Linked DNA regions of Mus musculus: region 1 is linked to region 2. A link is a contact called in public Hi-C data. All regions are on one chromosome and are shown on one strand. Each heading gives the region's core, a stretch centred on a gene start, on an enhancer-like site or on the middle of the called end of the contact. The rest is flanking DNA. Distances are from core to core; before and after follow the strand shown.

What was found. A called contact is a pair of places that touch in the nucleus more often than the background predicts.
Region 1: a contact with region 2 is called in a Hi-C map of uterus, with 1.8 times the contacts expected there. The contact joins two enhancer-like sites. A contact is called at or near these places in 1 of 15 datasets of contacts at CTCF or cohesin (the NIH/3T3 cell line) and 3 of 484 Hi-C or Micro-C datasets (all in uterus).

What each region holds. Positions count from the first base shown.
Region 1 is chr4:95,786,422-95,791,130 of GRCm38.p6, reverse strand. The region is part of intron 8 of Fggy (FGGY carbohydrate kinase domain containing); the gene reads right to left. Among named protein-coding and RNA genes, the nearest start is that of Hook1, 180 kb to the left of the region's middle. Within about 2 kb of position 2,085, at least 10 of the 459 cell types and tissues checked have an H3K27ac peak or open chromatin away from gene starts, as enhancers often do. A contact at or near this core is called in uterus, where this site is marked.
Region 2 is chr4:95,473,205-95,477,846 of GRCm38.p6, reverse strand. All of the region lies in intron 1 of Gm830 (a long non-coding RNA gene), which reads left to right. Among named protein-coding and RNA genes, the nearest start is that of Gm12707, 10 kb to the left of the region's middle. Within about 2 kb of position 1,381, at least 36 of the 459 cell types and tissues checked have an H3K27ac peak or open chromatin away from gene starts, as enhancers often do. A contact at or near this core is called in uterus, where this site is marked.

The DNA.
Region 1 (4,709 bases), core at 836-3,335, 310 kb before region 2:
CCTGGCATTACATAGAGAAAAAAATCTCAAGTGAAGTACAGTGGCCGCACTGGTTTGAAAGAGGAGAGAAAGCAAGACCACATGGGTGGCTTAGACATTACCTGTATATTCCTTACACGAGTAAGTATAGGGAGGCTTCACTCCATTAATAGCATATTGTGTAGAGACAAAGAAACCCTTGGTTGATTTGTAACAAGGCATTATATATATATAAGACAGGGTCTCACACTGTAGCCTTGGCTGGCCTAGAACTTACTCTGTAGATCAGACCAGTCTTGAACTCATGAAAATCAACCTGCCTCTGCCTTCCAAATTATGAGATTAAATTCCTTAAATATTTTAAGCAAATTTAGTAAGAGCCTCCTACACTTACAAAGAGCAATTTTCTTGATGAGGGGTGAGGGCTATACTTACGTCTGTGGGTATAAAGACAAACAATTAGAATGCAGTTAGAAGTTTGTTGGTTTGGTAAGGTGGTGGCTGTAGGTTCTCATCCAAGATCCATGACTTCACTAGCACTGGGCAGTTGGATAGGTTTCCAGTACCAGCCAATAGATAGATGAGAGATGATAGACAGGCAGACAGACCTACACAGACAGATGGATAGATAGATAGAGCAATAGAAAAATAGTTAAAAAATAAATAAATAGATAAACAACAATTAATGAAAAAGAGGCCATGAGCTTGAAAAAGAACAATGAAAGCTATATAGGAGCTTTTGGAGGGAGAAAGAGGAGAGTAACATAATTTTATTATAGTGCTCTCCCAAATACATGAAAATCTTAAAAAGTCACCATCTCTGTGCACGGGCACTAGCTATTGTCTTTTGGACATATCCTCTCAAACAAGTCACTGTGTTCCAGGTATGGCTAAGAGGACATTCATGCAAATCTAGACAAGAAGAAATCTGCTCTGTAGAACTCTTCTTCCAGTTTTGGCTTAACATAAAAAGGTAAGTTTAAAATGGCTAGGCAAAGAGCACTAAAAGCTATCTAGATGTGGTACCTCCCTTTGTGACTTTATAAACGTTTGTTTATAAATAAACAAAAGTGTTTGTCAAGCCCAGCTGAGATGCCAGGGCAAGGCTCACCGTATACATCTTTAAAAGGAGACTGATGAATGGCGAGACAGCATGAAGTCAAGAGGAAATGGCAGGTATAGAGAAGACAGGATGAAATGCCCTATTCCTTGCGTACCCAGGGACATCACAAATGTGACAGATGTACAGAAGTGATCCCAGCCCTCCTTCCTGTCAGCAGTACCGTAGGCCCCTGAGTCTACCATGCATCAGTCCTGGGAGACCTGAAATTGCTAGAAGGAACAAGTCTCCATCTCCAGGTGCCCAGTTTCACATTTTTTGCCCCTAGCCTTAAGATCCGGGTAAGCCTGAGTCCATTATACTCAGTTTTGATGAAAAAGGAAAAAAAAAAAAAAAAGAATAGGTTCAGAGCATTAACTCTTAAGTTCTAACTTAATGTGTGTTACAACTAAGACCAAACCAGGATTTAACCAAATCTGACTCTACGACATTCTCTTTCGAAACAACTTGATTTAAAAAAAAAAGTTGCAAAAAATAGAGTCAGAGACTCTTTCAGCTCAGCTCTTGTGGGCCATGAATAGATATGCAGCCTGTCCATTTAATAAAGTTGTGGACTATCCTATGTAAGGAAATGTGGGGCAGGGGCATAATCAAACAATTCCTGTTACACCCTCCCTCTTTTCTACAGGCAACAGCAGTGCTGTGAGGTTAAGTTGAAAGAAAAACTGTTTTACATTTAAATAAGATCATAGGAAAGAGAGGTGGTTTGTAACACCGAAGCAGTAATACAGAGACTCAAAGGAGAAAGGATATTGAGGAAAAGTTAATTTGGGGGTGCTTAACCCCTGTCTGTGTGCAAAAAAAAAAATCTCTACTAATATATAAGGTATGCAAACACTGTAGGACAATCAGAAACAAATGAAATGCTGGCTTCAGAGTAACAGGATTCAGCTGTGGGCAATGGCCAGGAGGCAGCTTTTGTTATGAATAGATCATCTGGATGGGAAGCAGGCCTGATTCCAGCCCTTGGAGTAGATCTTTTGGGGTATGAGAAAGTACTTGGGCCCATCTGGACTTCCTTAGGAGAAAAGAGAAGGGACGAAAACAACTGTCAGTAAAATATATGGCATGATACAGCACAGCTCTCTGAGGGTGGCTTAAATGGAAACTGCACGCTATTAATTTGTATTCAGTTTGCAAACCAAAGAGAATGATAATTGCCCTTATTTTTTAAATAAAAAAAAAAGGCGAACAAAGGCACACAGTGGGCGTGGAGGGGGGTGACTATTTGCCAAGAAGTTACTACAGTTGAATGCGTTTGTACTGGTAATCTCTGTGGTCTTGGAATTTCCTAGTTTACTGACAAGAAACCATGTCTCTTGGAGGTCAATGCCTTTCCATGGCTGCATGGATGTTATGTGGCAGGATGCAGATCTGATCTGGACCTTCACGTCTTTCTGTTGTAAGGGGTCACCTCTGAGCAATTCAGCAACTATGGAGTCAAAGCACATCTGGGGGCTCCAGGGAAGCAGCCATTCACCTCCTAGATTTTTACCATTTCCAGGGAAGTAGGTTTCTAGGGAAGGGCTATGGACTGCATGGGTAAGGCTCTGTCAGAAAAACTCTATGACTGAGTTAAGTTCACTTCAGGAGTCCCTAGATTTTCCCTCTCTCTACACTCACTAGGTGGTAAGATAAGGAACTGGCCTGGCTTTCAGACTTGTCAATTCCAGAGAACCCATGATCTCTGCATGTGATATAGTCTGGCTTGCCACTGGTCTGGCAAACTGAGAACCTGGCTCTCACTTTAGGGACAGACAAATAGCTCTTGAGTAGGAGCTATTTTCTTCTTTCTTACTTGACTCATAGGATGGTAAAGTAGCAAAGTATTGAGTCCTGGCAGGACAGAACGGCCTTCCGTGTGCAGAACTCGGGATGGGAAGCTGGACACTGAGGCTATACCCTTAGCCATAGTACAGAAGAGGACCGTCTTGTTCACCTATGAATAACAGGTCTGTGTAGCAAGTGATTAGCCTGGTCCCTGTCTGGCTCCCCTCTTGAAAAGACAGACAGGAAAATTTTCCTGCCAGGATGTTGAAAAAAATCTATAGGCAGGTTAGAATAGAAAGCAACTCTGGGCTGTCCTTTTTCATCTCTTCAGGCTTCAAGACAGTCTTGCCTTGCCATGTGCTGAGTCTATGACTCCCTGTACTCTTTATTATGTTACTAGGGAATATTTAATCCACATTTCTGTCTGAGTTCAAAGTACAGACAAGTCTCGTTAATCCTTGTAAGATGCAAAGATGTCTCCATGAGGGAGGGAGCAGCTGAAAATGGAAGTAGGCTTGGGTGGAAAAAAACCTGAGTCTCATTTCTTATGCTGAACCACGAAGACTGCTCAGTTTTCAATTTGTGTCTCTAATGGGTTGATGTAAGAAGATAACTGATGTTTACACTCAAGGCATTTGTATTAATTGATGCTCCCTCCTCACCCCAGGAGACTTTACATAACAGCTGCCTCCTAGGGTTTCAGGGCCATTAACTGAGATCTTAGATGCAAAGCAACTGTCTTGGTTTCTGAAAGATCAGAACAGTTGCCTGATAAGAGGCAGGGAAGTACCAAAAGAACTACTCAGAGAGGTTGAAAATCAATTCTATCTAGAACAGGGGCCCTCTGTAAGTATTCCACTGAGTACCTGAGTACCTTTTAGACTTGGGGGAGAGAGGTGAAAACCATCCTGGCTTTGGCTAACTTCTCAGGAGTTGTGATGTCTGATAGTCAATCCCAAAATGGCAATACATTGTCGTGAGAACCTCAGCAGAGGTCTAAGTTCTTAGGACAAAGCTGCATAAGACACCATGTTCTGGCTGCAATACAAGCAAAATATAAGAAAACTCACTATGGAGTCACCAGACTCTCAGTGTCTGGGTCATCATCAATGAAGCAGAAGATGTGTAAAATCATGTCATTCCTAAGAACAAAGGAATAGGCAGGCAGAGGGAAGGATCTGAAGGCTCTGGAATAGTACTGAACGAGTGTGAGTTTTATTGATTGATTGAATGGAGAAATAATCACTATTCTCATTTTGGCTACTTTATAGCCAGTTGTCTACAGGATTGGAGCTGATGGTTCATCTGAGTCTGTTGATGGCATGTCCATTGGCTCTGCTGCCTGACAGTTTGGGAGGTCACGGGCTATGTAAGTGCAGCTTACAGAGCTCCTTCTTGGCCAGCTGCAGCTTCTGAGCAGCTGCACAGTGTGGCACTGTGTGTCCTCTCTCCTCTTGCTGAGAAATCCATAGACACTTTCCAGGACTCCCCTTCAGAAATGCCCTATCCCATCCCTCCTCCCCCTGCCTTTATGAGGGTCCTTCCCCAATCACCTATCCACTCATCTTCCCTCCATGGCATTCCCCTACACTGGGCCATCCAATACCCTCAGGCCCAAGAGCCTCTCCTCCCACTGATGTCCAACAAGGCCATCCTCTGCCACATATGTAGCTGGAGCCATGGGTCCCTCCATGTGTACTCTTTGGTTGGTGTTCCAGTCCCCGAGAACTCCAGGGAGTCTGGCCAGTTGACACTGTTGCTCCCTCCATGGGGCTGCAAGTCCTCTCAGCTTCTTCAGTCCCTTCTCCAACTCTTCAATTAGGGACCCTGCGCTCAGTCC
Region 2 (4,642 bases), core at 132-2,631:
GTACGGAGAAGTCAGAAATTAGAATCCAGATGACAGAGAGACATATGGATTAGGCCAGGAAGGAGCCAGTCATCCCCCTGTTAGGACAAAACTGGTAGTCAGTGTGTGGGCGTGGTGTATGGGAATGGGAATTGAATTTTGATACTCTGTGGAGACATGCAGGTTCATGTTCCTTTCCACCATGTCAGCCAACACCTGTCTGTAAGCTGCTGGCTCACCTCCATTTCTCTCAGCCCTGCCTATGTCTAGGTTCTATGTTGTCATGTACGTCATGATGTAGCTGTTTTCGTTCCTTTATCAGTAAACTTACTACCTTAGCATCTAACTGTTCATTTTGGCCTCCTTGCACTTCCTACTGAATTCAAAACAAGGACTCTTCTTTTCCATTTTGTTTGTCCTTTTTTTTTTAAAGCAAATTTAGCATACAATAATCATTGCTGAGGATAAGAAAGGGAGACGAATGAATAAGAAGCATTTCAGCTCTGCAAAACACACAATTGACGCCTGCACTTTGCTTTAGTTTTCTTGAGTTTTAAAACCTGAATGGTCCCATAACCAGCTGAAGATGTGAATTGTGATGTCAAGCCCCCCAGTCTCAGGGCAGAGCAGTTTGCAGAGCAGGCTGCCAGGTGCCTGCTCAGAAGGCTGCTCAGATGTTACAACACGTGGCAGTTTTATACATACACACACATTGCTTCCAAAATACTAAGATAAATGACATATTTCACGTGGGGCTAAAGAAGATAGATGATAGGAAGATGTCTGAAAAAACAAAGGAGGAATTTTAGATGGGATGTAGGGAAAGAGGTGATCTTTGGGATATAACTGAAGAATGCAGATGCTCCAGATGTGCAAAGAACCAAGGCAGAGCATCCTGTACAGGGAGATGGGATGGCATTTGCAAAGACTGAGACCAGGAAAAGGCCAGGCTTGACTGTGTGCTGTCCATGTAGGTGCACAAACACAGATGTCCTCAGTGGCCTCTCAGAAACCTAAGCTCTTCTCAAATGTAGTGTCTCTTAGCCTTGGTAGTGGACTCCACATCTGTCTTGTGCTGAAGAGTACAGCAAGGACATGGCTGTCATACCCAGGTGGCAGTTGGTGATGCACTCCTACAGCAATACTCTTTTTTCAAGTCTGAGATTCCTAGCCACAATCCCACAGCGAGGAGCTGCAGTTGATCCTAAAACCAAGCTTTCTCCCACGCCAAACCATCGACTTGGTGCCAGGGCTGGATTTATTACCTAGTAACTGAGGACAGAAATAATTGGTCGCATTAGTGCCTGGCAGCTGCGCTGGGGCTCCACTCTAGAAGGGAGTCAGGGACTAAAGAACTGAGACAAGTTTACTTTTCTCAGCCCAGGTGCTCTCCTGAGGCCCGCCCAGCCCTAATGAACACTGCAAGCCAAGGCCCGTGCAGCTGACAGGCCGGTTCCCCACTTGCAGAGTCCCGGTTTCTTTCCAACCTCTGAAAGAAAAGCACTAGCTAAGGCAGAATGAAGAAATGGCTGCTCTAACTTCGTCTCCGGCTGCTCTCATTTGATTCCCCACAAAAGCCAGCTCTACTCCACCAATTGAGTGTACAAAGGAAACAATTACCTGGAGAAGTCAAGCAATAAGGACAGGACAGAATGAAATCCGGCAGGTCCCTGGCTTCTAGCTAGAATGCACATAGCTGGAATGTTTTTCATACTGGATGGAGTAAAGGGCTTAGACTTTGGGGTCAGGTGGATCTGCATTTGAAAACAAATCCAACTACCCATTATAGATGTGCTCTCTTTAATATGGTCCACTCTGTGCCTTGGTTTACAAGAACTTTGCAACAGAGGGTATAGACCTCCTGCCATCAGAGCTGGATGATGCTCTCTCTAGTTCTGGTACCATCAAAAGTAAAGTTAATGAACTTCTAGCATTGGTGTCTGTCTCCAAAGTCATCCTGAGCCTGTTACCCCAGCACTTGGGAAGCAGAGTCAGAGGGATTATGAGTTCATGTCTAGCCTAGACTACATAGTAAGGCTTCCTGAAATAAACAAATAAGACCCAATTACATGGCTACTTTGAAGAAATGTAAGAATTGTGTGTACTTTATGTATGATGACATACACAAAGCAGCTGCGCAGTACCTGTGAAAGTTGTTATTACATAAGTACTGCTTTAGTTTCAGAATCAGGTTTCTCGAAATGTGATCCAAAGGTATCATTTCCCTCCTGGGACATGGTGGACACACTCCCAGAACCATCCCAACTTCCTGAACTTCAGGCCAAGCATTCTGCTCTGGAAGGATCTCCAGGTGATTTGGGTGCAAAACTAAAGTTAGGCATTTCTGCTCTAGGTAGGCATTTTGAATGCCTTTGAGAGATTTCAGTCAACTGTAAATGTCTTGGGCCCCTAAACACTTGTTTATCCCAACCTGTGATCTTTCCAATGAGCTCCCCTGCTTGTTCCTGGAGAAGAAAGCAATTTGTTGCTCAGGACTTCCATATCAGATTAACAACATCTTCTATAGTTTACAGTCTTTCAGGCATGCTGATCATACATCTACATGGATGACGATCACTCACCTCTGCAGTTATCTTTATTAGGCAAATAAGGAAAGCAACACTCTATGAGGTGAGTTATGTTATCCAAATATTTGCAAGCTCTGAGTCATTAAGCTGTTTGATAAGCAGGATTCATTAGTCTGTTTCTAGAATCAGCACACTTTCTGCCTTGTCCTACTGTGTCTCCATGCCAGGAGGAGGAATGGGAGTGTCTAGTTGAAGACAAGCACTCAGGGACCATGTACAGGGTGTCTTTGCACATCGTGATGCTCTCATGATCATGGAACCCATCAGTCTGATGATGCTCCAAGAACACAGAATCAGGAGGTGGAAACCACAGAGACACAGCCTGTGGCTCAACAAAAACAATCTCTCTTAGTGACTGTGTCAATTGTTCAGAACTTCCTGCCCTGTGGGCAGTCGGGGTTGAGCAGTGGAACAGATGTCATAGGAAGAAGATTGACAGGACATTCTCTCGGGGCAGTGTTTTGAATCAGAGTGAAATTTAGTAAGCAAGCCCCGCCAACCCTGGGCAAACTTTGATATTTAAGCATAAACTGGAGATATGTCATTTGTGCACAAAGCAGACTGGTTTAAGAAGAAAGTGTCTATCTTACCATAGCCCTAGGATCTTGCCTGATCTACCTAGCTGAAAGCGAATCTCTCCTCCTCTGCACTCCCATAGTGTCCTTCACTGGTATCTGTTTTATAGCATTAAGCAGTTAGGCATGGCTAGGAAGCAGTGAACTATGTGTGCATAGAGGCTGATAGAATCTCTTTGGACCCCAGTTCTCCTGTTTATGTAAAACGGGATTCTTTATTGGGCTTGAAGAGAATGAATTGTAGGATACTGCACCTCAGGCTCCTGTGCAAACCATAGAAGGTCTTCAGAGGGCTTATTTCAGACTTCTTGAGAAATCCTCCTGCTCCATCTACCTCTAAACCTGTTCTTCCCACTGAAACAGACACTCTATATGTGGCATGTGATTTTCATTTAGTTAAAAACTGAAAGGGAAATGTATAAGTAAGAAAGAAAGGAGGGTAGGAGAGGGGAGGAAAGAGGAGAGGAGAGGAGAGGAGAGGAGAGGAGAGGAGAGGAGAGGAGAGGAGAGGGGAGGGGAGGGGAGGGGAGGGGAGGGGAGGGGAGGGGAGGGGAGGGGAGGGGAGGAGAGGAGAGGAGAGGAGAGGAGAGGAGAGGAGAGGAGAGGAGAGAAGAGAAGAGAAGAGAAGAGAAGAGAAGAGAAGAGAAGAGAAGAGAAGAGAAGAGAAGAGAAGAGAAGAGAAGAGAAGAGAAGAGAAGAGAAGAGAAGAGAAGAGAAGAGAAGAAAGGAAAAAATGAGGAAGTAAAAACAAAGAAAAGCAGCAGGAAGAACTCTTCAATAGACGAATGCTCGTCTCACTCATTGCTGGCCATATGCTAAGCAGTACACCTGGGCAGTTTCCCAGGTGCACCATGGGCCATGTGTGTGCAGGCAGATGATTGTATACTTGAGGGCTTGTGTGCGTAAGAATGTGTAGTAATCCACAGCATGCTATAATGTGAAGAAAGACGGCAACAAGGAAGATAGACTTACACCAAGCTTCCTATAGGAGACTACTTACAGTTCTGTGATAATTTGGGACAGTTGCTCACTGTGAGAAGCACATGGCCTCTAGGGTGATGAGCACTATGTATCACACTGTACTCTCCATTTGGAACCTCTTGGATAGGACCTGCAGAGGCTTTCATTTACAGAGTACAGCAAAATCCAAAGTGGCTCTGTCTTTAAAGTTGCCGTGTATGGAACTTGCTCCATATGGGGGAACAGGCTGAGTAGTAGTTTTTGAAGCTCTTACAATCCCTTAGGCCCATCAAAAATGGCTGCTAGGAACACACCGTTTTAGAAGTGCTTTTAAAAGCCCTGTGGGCTTGTATTTGGAGAAAGCCTTCTCTGTGTAAGGTTCCTGAAAGAAGCCTCTGGAGACTCCTGCAGTCCTAGGCAGTGGTTCTCAGAGACTCCAACAGTTTTTCCTTGTGTGGGATACATGTCAGGAGGCTAGCTGCGCTGAGACAGGCTGCCTTCTGGGAGATGCTCTTCTAGCCAAAGGAAAGTGGAATAGGA